Linked DNA regions of Gossypium hirsutum: region 1 is linked to region 2. A link is a contact called in public Hi-C data. All regions are on one chromosome and are shown on one strand. Each heading gives the region's core, a stretch centred on a gene start, on an enhancer-like site or on the middle of the called end of the contact. The rest is flanking DNA. Distances are from core to core; before and after follow the strand shown. Region 1 has its middle 32 kb from the start of LOC121216445. Region 2 holds the start of LOC107898302.

Evidence for each region. Hi-C and Micro-C count contacts between places; a contact is called where the count stands out from the background.
Region 1: a Hi-C map of leaf shows a contact between it and region 2, with 2.1 times the contacts expected there. The contact joins the enhancer-like site here to the promoter of LOC107898302 in region 2. A contact is called at or near these places in 4 of 34 Hi-C or Micro-C datasets (all in leaf).

What each region holds. Positions count from the first base shown.
Region 1 is chrD04:24,026,253-24,028,952 of Gossypium_hirsutum_v2.1, forward strand. No RefSeq gene overlaps it. Among protein-coding and RNA genes, the nearest start is that of LOC121216445, 32 kb to the left of the region's middle. Within about 2 kb of position 1,394, at least 3 of the 9 cell types and tissues checked have an H3K27ac peak or open chromatin away from gene starts, as enhancers often do. A contact at or near this core is called in leaf, where this site is marked.
Region 2 is chrD04:23,950,838-23,953,537 of Gossypium_hirsutum_v2.1, forward strand. LOC107898302 reads right to left here and starts at 1,416. Exons shown (of 4, transcript XM_041091276.1): 1 at 728-1,416; 2 at 548-610.

The DNA.
Region 1 (2,700 bases), core at 144-2,643, 75 kb after region 2:
CTAACAACAAATAAGGCCTAAATGAAAACTAGCAAAACTCTACTGAACTAAATAAATCGATCTTTATTAGGTGTGTGTTTGGGCTTCTCTCTTCATAACTTGGTCTCTTACAAGCTTATTAAAACCTTTCATCTAGTTTTATGTCTTAGGTTTGTGTCATTAGACCCCATGTAACATGAAATGAACTCTTGACTATTTGGATCTTCAAATTCTCTTTCTTGAAAGTCTTTTGGAACCAAATGTTGAACCAACACATATAAGTTGGTCTTTCAACAGTTTGGACTTGGATTGAGTTATTCAACCTTATAGAAAACTAAGCTTATTACGCTCATGGGTTTATGATTGGATCTTAATGTTCACATTGAATTGATTATCAGTTTGATGTATGAATTAGAGATCACTATTATGTTCATTTAAAAAAACGAGTTAAAGTGCATTTTGGTTGTAAACAAATAATTTTCATGTTCAATTTGTAATTAAACTTTGAAGGGAAAAGATTTAATGAAAATATGATTTTAGTTAAATGTATAGGAGTAAAATAAACTTAAATCACTACTTATACTATTGATTTATAGTAAATTACTCTTTACATAATGTCCCGTAAGAAAGAATTCTAAACTATATAATCAATTTTATTGCATTTCTATTACCTTTCACTTTTATTTGTTGATTTAATTGCAGCTTAATTTACTATAACTCAACGTTAAAAAAACCTGTTAGTAATTCTAATTTTCATAACAAGGAAAATAGAAAAATAGATTAAACCAATAATGAAATGAGCCCGTAACCGCATACCCATGAGATTAAAGCCTACTATGCTGTTTGCTTAGGTGGACTGCAAAGGATCTAAATTCTAAAGATAGTATTTTCTTCGTTTTACTACAAAACAAACCAATCCACTTGGGACAAAACTTCTTTGAACTGGCTGCGTCGGTTGCCAGTTATTACGTATCCTTTTGTGCCTTTGGCCAATGGCCATTGATCAGTGCAACTGCAACTACAAGCTCAGCCACATGTGCTTCACCTTTTCCATCCCTCGCACCATCCGTCGCCTTCTACGTTTCTTACTGTTCCTTCCTCATCAAATCTTGAAAAGTCTAGCAAAAAATAATCTGTCAAAGAACTGTAAAATTTTGTATTTTCGTACCCATTTCTCTCTAAAATCACTGCCGTAAATCTTCAGCTACTTTGATCTTAAATCTTTATTATTGGCTAAGGTAATATTGTGGTTGGGTACATTAATTATGGTTTTTTTTTTTTGAATTCCAGTCTTCTTTTCAAGTCTTTAAACAATGGGGAAAGGAAAACGACAGGAAAGTTTCTTTAATTATGAGGTATGAGGCTAAGAACTGCAGGGCCTCCAGTGGGGTGTAAAAGGCGCGCTTTTTAGCATATACCAATAATGCAGTAGACCAAGTCTTTTTGGTTGATTTTTGTTTCAAGGACTTGGAATTCATAAGAAAGGTAAAAAGAAAAAGAAATGAAATTAAGTGGTAAGTAATCTCACTATACCAGTTTATATTTACCCTAGCAACTCTAGAAAGGATAGATTTCTATATACACATATTTTTATTTGATAAGATTCTTTTGGTTTTGGGTTTCCCTTTCTTCATTTAACTCGAAATTTGGCTTCATGCTTAGGCGGTGCACATTAGCACGTGTTGATGGTCCCCGTCAATTTTCTGTTTTATTTTCATTTTAGCATAATGTGCAACCCATTATCATCTCTGCCATTGGTGCAATCTTTTCCCTGGTCCAGTTTATTGGATATTCGAATGCAAAATTAGGTATTGCGGATACCTTTATAGCTCCCCCTTTGATGTGCATCTTACCAAAGCCAACAGCTTGGTTGTGGGATGATAAATAGATGTTAGCTAGAGATGATAATGCAGCCAAAACATCTCAGAAGCAGATAATTTTAAACTGAGAGAGTAAGAGGAGCAAGTGGTTCTTCACAATATCAAACATCATTATTCAAAAATTATCCAACTGGAGATGGAGGCGTAATCTGATATATGGAAGCCATGAAGCAGCTGTTAAGGAAAAAGATTAAGAAAAAGAGAAATGGGAAGCTTTTGGAACATAATATGATATATATAGGTTACTGTAAAAGTAAATCGACCGGATAACAAATATTCTGAATGGGAAGGAAAGGGAGAGCAAGGCCCAGCGGTTCTTTAAAATCGTTTAGTATAAAATTTGGAACATAATATGATATATATAGCTTAGTATAAAATTTGCAGCTTTTTCTAGAATTAAAGCAATCAAAATGCATTAAGTGATGGAGCATCAGGGTGCAGTTTCTAAGGGCTTAACCGATAAAGACTTAAAAATTTTGATATGTACATTTGCCTTTGCTGCTTCTAGTTCGATAAAGAGTATTAGTTAAGTGCATGGTTTATACTAAGCTAGTGCAACTACACAGGAAGAGAGTAACAGAAGAAGATGAGAAAATTCAGAGCCCAAACAATGGCAGATCAAGAGGAAGACGACGGCTACCTATATATTATGTAACATTACTAATTAACTCAGCGGGAAGATTTAGGTGAGAAGATGGGTTGGAGCTTTGCCATATGAATAAGACCCGAGTTAGAGAATCATATCTGATAGTAGTAAATGTGGGCAATAAATGGATGGACTATTTTATTTTACATCCATATTTGAATAACCCAAATTTACTGAATATGTTATATTGACTGC
Region 2 (2,700 bases), core at 166-2,665:
CGAATAATTCATATAGCAATGTTAGAGGTGATGGGATTCTTTTAGTTTCGGACTTAATTGATACACATAATGGAGAATGGAGGGAAAGTATTGTAGTTGATACCTTCCTAGAGGAAATGGCGACGAAAATCTTGCATTTTCCCTTATCTAAGAAAGCCCACGAAAACTTGAGGGTTTGGAGTGGTAAGCCCTTGGGGGAGTTCTCAGTCAGAAGTGGCTATAAACTATAACAAAAAGGTACTTTCTTTCCTAATAATGCTCAAATAGAGACCAATATTATAGATTTTTATAAAAAGTTATTGGCACTACATCTTCCCTCCAAGATTAAAATTACAATGTGGAAATTTTCTTGGAATTTTGTTTCCACTTTCGTTAATCTAAGGCTGAGACAAATTCCTGTTGAAGAGCTATGTCCTAACTGTCATGGAGTTGCAAAGAGCACTGACCACATTCTTAGGGAGTGCCCTACATCAACTGAGACCTAGGTTAATTTTGACCTGTTATGGGTTTCTTCAAATTTAGTACGGAATAGTTGGGAGTGGCTAACCTGAGTTTTTAGTAATAATGCCAGTGAACAACGTAGACTGTTTTGTTGTGGAGTGTGGGCAATCTGGATAAACAGAAACAAATTAGTGCATAAGGAGAAAAAATCGTTGGGGAAGGAAATTGCAGATTGGGTATTGGATTATATGAAGGGGTTGGGCGAGATGAAGGAAAAGGAACATACCAAGCATTAAGTCCATGTAAATTGGATTCCCTAGCTTGGAGCCATTGTGAAGATAAATTTTGACGCAGCCTTTGACGGTAGTAATGCTAAATCAGCATCAGGGGTGGTGGTTAGAAATGCCTCAGGGGAGATATTGACCTTGAAAACAACTTTTCATGAGTCTTTTTTGACGGAGTTCGCTATGGAGGCCCTTGCATGTTTTAAAGGCATATTATTGGGGGCTCAGTTGGGTTCGAATCGGTGACAGTTGAGGGTGACTCGATGACAACGATAAAGAAATCCAAGTTAAACACAGCAGACAAACCAGTGATTGGAGCAATCGTTAGAGATATTCGGTAGTGCAAAAGGTTTTTTTCTCATAATAGATTTTTAATATGTTCCCAAAATAGCAAATCATCTCAAACATATGATTTCAACGGAAAGTATGAAGAAGGGAGAGGAAATTTACCATGAAAGAGATGTTTCAGGGTTCGTCAAGGAAGCGTTGGATCGGAGAAGACCAAGGGCACCAGATTGAAGTTTTGACCTCTGTGAAACTCGGTTAGGGAAAGGAACAGGCAGGAGAAATGAAAATGTTATTTTGGAAACCTGCCTTAGGAGATTGCAACCTACAAAAAGCAAGGGATAAGGGCATTTATTTTTTGGGTGGTTGCAAGCTATATCTGATTGGGTTTTGTTTGTTTCTTTTAATTTTTCTGGTTTATTGGTTGGTAGTTTTTTAGGGTATTTTAATTGAGTTTTATGGGTTTGGCCGGTTTTATTTCTATTCGGCCTGGCCTTTTTTGTTTTTTAGTTTGATTTTGGACTATGTATTTGGTTTTTTTATGTTATTAAAGGCCCAGTCTAGTATTTTTTTAGAAAAAAAATCTACACAATTCTTATCACTAAATATTCAATGCAATATAATTTTTACTTTTAAAAAATGTATAACATGAAATATAAAACAATTTTAAATGGAAAACAATCCATTGTCTAGAAATTAATTTTTTTAAAAAAAATTGATTGCACAAAAATAAAAAATATTAACTTTTGGAAAAAAATGATTAAAATTGTAAAAAAAAGAAAGAAAAAGAAAAAATGATTGTTTATAATTTTAAAAAATTAATTATTTTAAGTAAATTAATTAAAGTGAAATTAAATTGAAGAAGATAGTAGATATAAACAACTGTATAATAATTTGTTATCTTTAAAATTTAATGACATGAAACTATTAATTTATTGGTGCCTAAAAACTATACTTTCTAGGATGATCCTAATATAACTTATTCCCTTTATTTTAACCCTTTATAACAAATTTCACTTATAACAACAACAAACATAATTATGAAGTATATATATATTTTTATTAAATTAGTTCTTTTATAAAAACATATTGCCTAAATTTTTTAAGTAAAATTATAACTATTTCATATAAGTAAGCCCATTAATTATAATTTACTAAATAAACATGATATCAATTAAAATATTATTTTAATAAAATATTTATATTTCACATAAAAAAAATATTAATCCCATCTTATTAAATGAAAATAATCTTTAATGAGTGAAGTTAGAGATAACAATTCCCCTTAATAATATTTTTTTAAAGAATTCTAATTAATATGATACACTTTCTAACACTAAATTAATTATCCTTAATAATATTTAACCCTAATTAGTTTTGACTAATTAAATAAAATTAAAAATAATAATAATAATACAAGGTTTATGCTTTCTTCAACTAGATTTATGATTTATAGTAAGCTGCGTTAAAATTTAGAATTTTAAGGAAAGTATTAAAGTAGAATAAGGTCTAAAGGGGTCTAGGATTTTAGAATTTTATAAAAAAAATAGATTAAATTCAGTGTTAAAAATAATAATAAGAGTGAATTTGATGTTTCTTAATATACTTTGTTATTCATGCAATCTAAAAAAATGATGTAGTGTGTATTAGGTGCCTAAATCTGACTTTTTTAGGATCATTCTAGTTAAAG